Regions from separate parts of the Mus musculus genome. Here region 2 is linked to region 1. The links are chromatin contacts, called in public HiChIP or PLAC-seq maps. All regions are on one chromosome and are shown on one strand. The core of a region is the stretch at or near the end of the contact, and the rest is flanking DNA. Distances in the headings are between cores, read along the strand shown. Region 1 overlaps Celsr1 (cadherin, EGF LAG seven-pass G-type receptor 1). Region 2 overlaps Celsr1 (cadherin, EGF LAG seven-pass G-type receptor 1).

The links. HiChIP or PLAC-seq counts read pairs in DNA pulled down with a chosen protein or histone mark.
Region 2: a contact with region 1 is called in an H3K27ac HiChIP or PLAC-seq map of trophoblast stem cells, with 4 times the contacts expected there. The contact joins two enhancer-like sites. A contact is called at or near these places in 4 of 15 datasets of contacts at CTCF or cohesin (the NIH/3T3 cell line, embryonic stem cells and large pre-B cells), 6 of 484 Hi-C or Micro-C datasets (the HL-1 cell line, bone marrow-derived macrophages, brain and 3 more), 10 of 115 datasets of contacts at active chromatin or transcription factors (the 230-238 cell line, bone marrow-derived dendritic cells, bone marrow-derived macrophages and 5 more) and 3 of 9 other capture datasets (adipose tissue, embryonic stem cells and liver).

What each region holds. Positions count from the first base shown.
Region 1 is chr15:85,916,912-85,922,041 of GRCm38.p6, reverse strand. It overlaps Celsr1 (cadherin, EGF LAG seven-pass G-type receptor 1), which reads left to right. Exons shown (of 35, transcript NM_009886.2): 22 at 727-894; 23 at 3,007-3,133. Among named protein-coding and RNA genes, the nearest start is that of Trmu, 40 kb to the right of the region's middle. Within about 2 kb of position 2,556, at least 14 of the 459 cell types and tissues checked have an H3K27ac peak or open chromatin away from gene starts, as enhancers often do. A contact at or near this core is called in trophoblast stem cells, where this site is marked.
Region 2 is chr15:86,003,218-86,007,713 of GRCm38.p6, reverse strand. The region is part of intron 1 of Celsr1 (cadherin, EGF LAG seven-pass G-type receptor 1); the gene reads left to right. Among named protein-coding and RNA genes, the nearest start is that of Celsr1, 28 kb to the left of the region's middle. Within about 2 kb of position 1,838, at least 80 of the 459 cell types and tissues checked have an H3K27ac peak or open chromatin away from gene starts, as enhancers often do. A contact at or near this core is called in trophoblast stem cells, where this site is marked.

The sequences.
Region 1 (5,130 bases), core at 1,307-3,806:
CACAGTAACATCATGTCATAACTCTGGCCTGCAGTGACTGCCAATGGGAGGTTCTGGGTCTGCCATGGTGCTGTGCCCTGGACGGTCATTCCCTTTGTCTTGGTTCACGCTCCCATTTATGCCCACGTGTTCCCCTTGTTAGCACCACCTCATGCCTCCATGGGCTCCATTCTGTCCTCCACGCCACACCCAGGGGCTGTAATGGATGATAACCTGTAGGGGTATCTGTGCTCTGTTGGCCCAATCCCATGGGCCACCCAGCCAGTGTGCTGAGCAGTCTCTATTGCTCCTGAACAGAAGGCTGTCATAGGCCATGCCTCTCAGCTACTATATATAGCCTCTGGGTGCTTTCTTGTTGCCCACCCTTGTCTTTCAAAGCATAGAGATGGATGACTGGGTTCCAGGCTCTGGTCACTTAATCAATTCCATATGTGGCCACGTCACTGTTCCCAGAGTCAGTGCTGTGTAGTGGCTCTGACGTCCTTGCAGAGACACACTTGCTCCTTAAAGTTTCCAAAGCCCTCTTCCCCTGGAGGTGGCAATCTCCCTGCACTGAGAATACCAGCATTGCAGCCCAGACCCGCCCCCCTGAGGGCAGTTCGGTGATCTGTGTCCGTGGCCTGTGTCTCGGTTGCTCCTTTGACTGTGTCTTCATAGTGTCTGGACTCAGGCTCTCGTGGACCGTGAATTGATTGTGTTTATTCTGTGATCTTCCCTCTCTGACAGACTGCCTAACCGGCCTGTCATCAACACCCCCGTGGTGAGTGCTATGGTGTACAGTGAGGGAACCCCACTCCCCAGCTCTCTGCAGAGGCCTATCCTGGTGGAGTTCTCCCTGTTGGAGACGGAGGAACGAAGCAAACCTGTCTGTGTATTCTGGAACCACTCCCTCGAGTAAGTGGGACCCCAAAAGCCTATAAGCCACCTCTTCGGTGGGAGCCCTCTGCGTGTGGGGAAGGGCCTTGTCGAGATGAGAAGGCTCAGCTGGCAGAAGGAAGGCTACGTTATGTGGTCTCTTAGAACATTTCCAGGCTTAGCAAGACGGGAGGTTTCTTCCCTTTTGCGTCTAGGAATGTCAGTGTGTGCACGTACACACACACACACACACACACACACACAGCCAAGTGCACATTGAGGAATTCTCCACATCCTCGTGGGAAAACCTAAACCTACCCTCATACACCATGGAAACACACACAAAGGTGTGTGCACACCTAATATAGATGTGATCTATGTGCAAAGATACTTTAGAGTCACACATACATATGCAGGACCACGTAGGGCAAGTACACAGGTGCACACAAAATATCCAGAAGCAGCCAGGCACACACAAGGCTTCCTGAGAAGGCCACAGCCGAGATGGGCTGCTCACCTATAGAGCACCTGCCATATGGTAGTTAACACGAGCACCCATTACTCTGCCGGGCAAAGCCACTTGCAGGATAATGGGACTCAGAGGTGAGCCCACGCAGAGAAAAGTAGCAGTGTTGGTCCCAGGCGACTGTCCCTCTGCAGCAGGGTTGGTTTGGCCTGTTCCTGGAGACATCAGACACACTCCAAAAATGACCCGATTCATGATGTGTGTAACCTGCAATCAAGGAAGGGAGGTGGTTAATTTTTAAAAAGATGCTATTTCCTATGTCTGTGTGGCACTGGATGCCAAGGCTAGTGGCCTGTCCGTGGCTAAAGCCAGTAGCCATTTGTCTTTTTAGCTGTAGGAGTCCTGGGAGGGGCTGGGCCTTCACTTCCTTGCCCTCTCTTTGGTCTCATTTGGGATGCTCTTGCATAGACATGGGTGGAATGAGGACGTGTCTGGCATGTGCTCTAAGATGAAAACCGTCACTGCCTTTCTTTGTGAGGAGCCTGGGATTCGGGGGGTCAGAGCCCAGGCACTCTCTGCATGCCTAAAGCTGGGCCTAAATGTGTGTGTCTGTAAGCTCCCACCACAAGGACAGTCCCCACGACGTGGTTCCCCAGGATTGAAAGGAGAGCTACCCCACGGGTCTGTGCTGAGTGTCCGGCACATGCTTGGGCAAGAGCATTCATTCATCTTCTTTTGTCTCTGTACTTTCCAAACGCCAGTTTATAAGGGAAGCTCATTGACTCTGGGGGATAATAGATCTTGGGCTCACAAAGGGGAAAGTGAAGGGAAGCGTTGGTATCTGGCATGTGGGCCCCCATGGCTGCCAGGCATGGCTGTGTGTCCCTGGCTATTTGTTTGAATCATGGCAATTAGCAGTGGCTCTAGTGATCTGCCCTCCTGCTTTGTGGTGCTGCCATTATCCCCAGAACTGAGCCCTCCTGGCAAGTGTGTCAACCGTCACACCCCATTTTACAGATGAGTAAACTGAGGATCAGAGGGATTACAGGACTTTCCCAGAGCCGAAGAGGGGCAGGGCCCTCTTCACAACTTGTTATTTGGGGCTTTCCGTCAGTTGAAACGGGAGCAGTAATTGGACCATGGCTTCCAGGCAGCTCCTATAAAGCATTGTGCAACAGTGAACTTGAAAGCTGACAATGGAGAGATGTTTATTGCTGAGGCCATTGTGGCTCCTTGAATGGATGGTGAACAAAGTAGCTGTCTCAGCCTTGGCTGCTGCCTCTGGCCACAGGGCCTGCCCCTGTTGGGAGTTTTCTGTGTCTGGCACCTAACCTTTGAACTTCAGAGGCGCTCCTGAGAGCCTGCACCAGCTCTGAAAGGAACAGGAAAGCTTTTAACCTGCTGCCAAGTGGCTTTGGGGGCTGTGTCCTTGGCGACAGTGACCATGGCCCTCAATTTCCGTATGGTGAAGGTGGTGAAGGGTTTGGGCTGGGAGCTGACAGCAAGGCTGTGAGACCAGGCCCCCCCTGTGGGCGGCTGTTCTTTGCCCTTAACCATTCCTTTGCAACTAGATCCATTGGTGTCATCACAGCCTCAGCGACCCCGGGGACTCGGGTGAAAGCAGCCTCCAGACTATCTCAGTGGTGAAGGGACCAGGCTCACCCCCTTCTTCCTCTTCTCCACAGCACTGGTGGGACTGGAGGGTGGTCAGCCAAGGGCTGTGAACTTCTGTCGAGGAACCGGACCCACGTCACTTGCCAGTGCAGCCATTCGGCCAGCTGCGCGGTGCTCATGGACATTTCCAGACGTGAGGTGGGCATTTTACCAGCCCCCCCCCAGCCCCCTGGCAAGCCTGAGAACCAATCCCTGTTGCAACTGGAAGCCTAGACCCCCCAACCCACCCTCCCAAGGCCCCCATTTTCCTTGTATGTTGAGCAAACCAAATGTGCCCATTGAAAGCTGTTTTAGCAACTGTTTGAAGAGGCCTATGAGAAGACCTTGAAGGAGCTTTAAAGGCCAGCGAAATGGCTCAGTGGGTAAAGGTGCCTATTGACTTGAGTCCCACTCCTAGGAGAGAGAGCCAACTCCTGCGAATTGTCCTCTGACCACCACACATGCGCTGTGTCATGCATTCTCGCACATGCACACATACACAAACATACATACATAAATGTAATTTTTTGAAAGGGGAGGTTAGAGCTGGACATGGCCTGTAATCCCAGCACCTGGGAGGCTAAGTGGAAGGATTGCTGCAAGTTCAAGGTCAGCCAGAGCCACAGAGTGAGACCCTGTGTAAACAAACGTGTAAACAAAACTTTTCAGAGAGCCCAGGTTATGAAGCTGTTAGTAAAAGTGTTAGTATCTCAGGGATGCTTTTGCTGTGATGAAACACCATAGGCAGAAAGAGCTTAGAGGGGAAAGGGTTTATTTTGGCTTATAGTTCCACATCATAGTCCATCATTATTGGGAGTCAGGACAGGAACTCAAGCAGGGCAGGAACCTGGAGGCAGGAGTTTATGTAGAAGCCACGAAGAGGGTGCTGCTTCCTGGCTTGTTCCCCAAGGCTTGCTCAGACTGCTTTCTTACAGAACCCAGGATCACCAGCCCCCAGGGGTAGTACCACCCACCATAGGCTGGGCCCTTACACATAAATTATTAATCAAGAAAACTCTCCCACGGGCTCTCCTATAGGACATTTATTGAATTAAGATGTTCTCTTCCCAGGTCTGTCTAGGTTTGAATCCACTTGTCAAAAACCAACCAACACAAATGGTAAAACCTAACCCCAGGCTCAGAAGTTTCTAGATGTTACCTCCTCTCAGGGCAGGGTCCCCCAGCCATGCTAGATCGCGCTACTTCTGTACCCAGTTTGAATATGAAGGTCTCTCAGGCCACACACTGCCCCCAAGGACAAAGGTGTGAGGAGAGGAAGCCAGTGCCAGGGTGGTGATATCTTTGATACCTCAAGCAGCTTGAGAATGTAAGCCAGTTGCTGTGGTGTGACTGATGCCTGGGGTAGTAGTAGGCTCTGAGCAGCCACAGTGCACAGCTCTCTGTCACTGCCTCCTGGAAGGTGCTGTATAGCCAGTACCCGAATGCCCAGGACTCTGGGTCACACTAAGTGTAAGCTCAGAGACTCAGAATGGTCAATCTCAGTCTGAAGACACATTAATCACCCTTGGTCACAGGAGTCTATAAGCTGAGGGTAAGAAGGAAATGCCAGCTACGGGCAGGATTCTGCTACCCCAAAATGACTCTTCAGGCTCCAGGTTAGCAGAGCTGCGGTTTCAGCCAGGCCACCGAGGGAGCTCAGGTCCTGCCAGCTTCATTCCTTATCCATGCCAACCCCACACCTGCTCTCCTCATAGCTTCTGTCTGAGGACCATGTAAGATAATGCAGCCATGGACGAGCCCCTACCCTGCATTAACTCAGCATGGAGGTGCTGTGTCACAAGTTATCCAGGTCTCCTTGTAGGGAGCCTGCTGTGACTACTGGCTGAGTGGGGGCGGGGGTTTGTATTAAATGAGTCCCTTTGGCTGATCTCTGCGCAGGATTTGCAACATCTGTCTCAGTCGTCCTTGATAGCAGGACCTATGTAGAAGGGTTAAAAAATGTTTTTGAGGAAGGGTCCCATTATGCAGACCAGATTGGCCTTGAACTCACTGAAATCTATGCCTCTTGAGCATGGATTAAATGCATGTGCCACACTGGCTAAATATATATCACACAGGCTGGCTGCGTTGATACAGCTGTGGCTACCACTCATCCATCCTCAGGGCTTGCTCACCATCTCTAACTAGTCACCCGG
Region 2 (4,496 bases), core at 589-3,088, 86 kb before region 1:
CAGTATGGTATTGCTATGGTGAGACCCTCTACCCATAATGACAGAGGCCCTGGAGCTGATGGGACAGAACTGAAGGTAGATAAGAAAGTGAGTCTTCCAGGGATAGACTTCGAGATGCTAACAGAGTACAGTAGGACTCAAGTCCCCAGGAGGACCCACTCCTCAGGTGTAGCCACTTATCCCCAATGAAGCTGAGATCACTTATCTAAAGTGTTTCTAATTTCAGAATATTCCAGATTCAGGAGTAGTTGCGAAGTCTTACTTGGTTGAACATCTCTGATCTCTCAGCCTCTAAAAATTCAAACTGCTTCAAAATCTAAAACGTTGGGAGTCCCAGCACTACATTCAAATGCTTGGGTTTTGGAACATTCTGGACTTTGGATGTTTGGATGAGGAATGTCCAACCTATATACTGCCTCTTTGGGAGTGTGCATTCTTTAAAAGGTGACACTTGTTTGTAACTTAAAGTTAGTGGAGCAAAAGTCAGAGGGGCTGGGGATCATAAAGCTGTGACGAGGGTCTGTCATTCATCTGGGACCCTCTGGTTGATAATGGGATAGTAGGAAAGAAGTCCTCCATGATTCTCGTCTGAGGTGCTCAAATGTCAGAAGTGATGTGATTTAAAAACACACTTGGGGCCTGAGAGATGGCTTAGCAGATAAGAATAGTGGCTGTTCTTGGAGAAGACCTAGGCTCTATTCCAAGAACCTACCTGGTAGCACTGATAGATATTCAGGCAAAAGCTCCCATCCATGTAAAATAAAAATACATTAAAAACCAAAAAAAAAAAAACCAAAACAAAAACAAAAAATAAACAAACAAACAAAAAACCAGCCAGGCAGTGGTGGTGCACACCTTTAATCCCAACACTTGGGAGGCAGAGGCAGGTGGATCTCCTATGAGTTCAGAGCTAGCCTAGTCTACATAGTGAGTTCTAGGCCAGTCAGGGCTATATTAGACCCCCCCTTCTAAACAAACAAACAAACCAATAAATCAAAAAACAGTTTTAGGCCAGCCATTTTATCAGCAGGTAAGGACACTATCCTTAGTTTGATCCTTGGGATCTACATGGTGGAAGGAGAGAACTGACTCGCAAGTTCTCTTCTGACCTCCACATATATGCAGTAGCACACACGCACACACTAAGTAGATAAATAAACAAGTAAGTAAATGATAAATAAACAAGTAAATAAATGGATTAAATAAATACATAAATAAATAAATGTACATAATGGAAACTAATATTTTGGTGTTACTATTGGAAGATCTTAAACACAGTGACTGTAGCTATGTGTCATGTAGACAAACTGGCCCATTTCCAGCGCCTGCTGGCCAGCATCGTTTGGTGCTCACAGGCCAGGTCCATCTATATATAGAATGTGAGGTTGTGTGTGCAGTAGGTACGGTTTAGGTAAAAGGCCAGTGCTGGCTGCCAGGCTGATTTCTACTTGTAGAGAGACAGGGTTGCGGAGACATGGTGACTTTCATTGGAGACATGGTGACTTTCATTGTGAGCTGCTGCTGACAGGGAGACCAGATAGCTGTTACAAAGTACACTTGCAAAAAAATGGCCTCTGACAGAGGCCTGCTGAGACATTGTTGTAAATTCTCTAGAAGATCAAAAAACACAGGTGTGGGCCAGCACTGGCCTGTGTTCCTTTGTGACAAGTTATGGGTGTCATTTACGCCCCCTTTAGAAGTTTCTGAAGCCCCTGTCATTTTGCTACTGGCCTTTGTGCTGGCTCCCATTCAGGACTCCGGTCATCTGAATAAGCACAGAAGCTCTGTCATTGTCCCTGGGGTTACCCATCAACCATTTATCGCCAGCACCGGGCTGCCTGTTTCCATGGTTACCGCCACTGTTGTTAATGGAATCTGAGGCTTGGGGGCAGGGGGCCGTCAGCAGCTCCTTGTGAAAGGTCATCTACTGCATCTATACCAGGCTTTGCTGGGTCCCTGGCCTGGGAGCCCAGCTTTTAAGAGACCACTGGGTTGGGAAGGCACTGTGTGGGCTACGAGGTTAGGTCACTGTGCTTTGGCTCTGATTTGGGGGGAGATAGGTGTTTAGAGACAGAGGGAGGCCACAGCTTGACCATAATCATGCCAGAGGCTGGTAGGTTTGGAAGAGAAGAGGAGCCATGGTTTTGGGGAGTGTTTTTTGCTTGTTTGTTTGTTTGTTTGTTTTTAGGAAGGATTTTTTTTTTTTAAAGGCAGTAGGGAGGTTTTAAGCCTTGGATGTCTGAAGGATCCAGAGGAAGCTGGCTGAGCCCAGCTGCCAGCAAGGCACCTGATGCTTGCAGTCTTACAGTCAAAGGATGCTGGGAATGACCCAAAGTTGGTGGGAATGGGGGTGAGGGTGGAGATGGGAGCTGTCTTGACATGTCATAGCTGCAGTCAGCACCGGCTACCTGGCTCAGGGTGGAAGTCAATGGAGGTTTAGGCTGTGTTCTTTCTACCTCAGGTATTTCTTTGTATTATAACAAAGTAACTTTCCTTGGGAGGAAGGCCTCTGCTTACCTAAGCCACAGTTGTTTTGTTTTGTTTGTTTGTTTGTTTGTTTGTTTGTTTCGAGACAGGGTTTCTCTGTATAGCTCCGGCTGTCCTGGAACTCACTTTGTAGACCAGGCTGGCCTCGAACTCAGAAATCTGCCTGCCTCTGCCTCCCAAGTGCTGGAATTAAAGGAGTACGCCACCACCGTCCGGCTTTTTTTTTTTTTTTTTTTTTGAGGATGCATGTGTAGACTTTCACTTGGTGCTCTGTGGGCACATCGTGTTTAGATTTGAATCAAATCACCTAATTGTCTTCTGAAAACGCTTCGCTAACTGCCATTCTCCTTGCGGTTAGTTAAGCGTATCCATATAACCTCCCCAGCATGTCAGTTGGTGAACGGCACTTCCCCACGTGTCTCTGCATGCCTCAGGTGGGGCTGCTTTTCAGCCCTGTTTCCTCTGAGGTTAGCTGACTCCAACCTTGCTTTTCTTTGACCACTTGGGTTTGGGGGTTAACTACTGAACTGGAGGTTGTCACCCTCTCCAGCGTCCCTCTGTTGTTCTTAAGGTCTCTTGGCACCATGCCGACTCCTTCCCTTATGAGTTAACTTAAGAGCATGGATGGAGAGTGACAATCCAGGTGCTGTAAATTCTGTGGAAAGCCTTACCCCCCCCCCCCCCACCTCCCAATCTCTTCCTAAAATGCCACCTTTATCACAGACTGAAGATATCACAGACTTTACCACAGGCACTGAAGACATCTCACGGAGGTGTTTCTTGCCACTCCATGGAGCCATGATGATCTGCTGCTGTTCACATTCCAGCAGATTTGAGAAGCACTGGAGTGCATTCCCTGGCCTCCCTGTGCCCTGCTCTGTTGTTCTCTGGCTAGTCAGTCCTGTGGTTGCTTTCTATAAGCACTTGTAAAACTGGATTCAGAACCCCCCCTGGAGACTTCTGGGAAAACAGCATTGGATTTAGGAATCACGTGGGTAGCGGCTGGAAGAGTAAGTGCCCAGCCCAAGACAAGCCCAGAACTTGAATGAGACTTTTTTTTTTTTTTTTTTTTTTGGAAAAGAGATCTTTGAAGATGGGTTTAAGCTGAGGATCTGTAGGGGAGATCATCCCAGAGGAGGGTGGGCCCTAAGTCCAGTGGCTTCTTAAAGCAGCGGTTCTCAACCTTCCCAATGCTGTGGCCCTTTAATACAGTTCCTCATGTTGTGGTGGCCCCCAACCATACAATTATTTTTGTTGCTACATCATAACTCAGGACCCTTCTGCCATAGCCCTCCTAGTACTGGGATCACAGGCATGTGCTGTCACACAGGCCAAGAGCTCCCTCCTGCCCGGAGACTATCGATACTAGTTGTCAGTGATGAGTAAGATCATGTGTGATACCTCAAGAAAAATTAAGCTATTTCTTTGGTCAATATTTCTTTAACTCTTACGTTTGCCAGACTTTTAACCGAATCTCAAGATCACTGGGGTTGGATTGGAAGTTTCAGCCAAGGCAGTAAGACAATAAAAAATTAGATGTAAATTTTGGAAAGAAGAATACTATTCTCCCCCCACCCCACCCCTCACAGATGGTACAGTGTGTTACTAGTGGTTGAGGGTGGGCTGGGCATTTCCAGGTTTTGGTCTGATTCCAGGATAAAGTAAAGGCACAGGTGGAATGCAATGTTTTGAGATTTCTAGGAAGCCCTGAGTGAGCAAAGTCCCGAGAGTATGTGTAGAGTTGACACAAGGCACCAGCCAGTGAAGGCCTGCATAACCTCAGACCCATGGGAAAATGGCAAAGCCTTCCTTCCATCCCAGAGTCTGAGGCTCAGAGGGATGGTAAAGCCTTGCTCTGGTCCACGGGTGGATGTTGACAGGGTGTATAGAATGTATCCAACATCTCTTTGTATCCACCATCCCTTTATATTCGCCATTACTCTGTATCCACCATCACTCTGTATCCACTATCACTCTGTATCCACTATCCCTTTGTATCCACCATCACT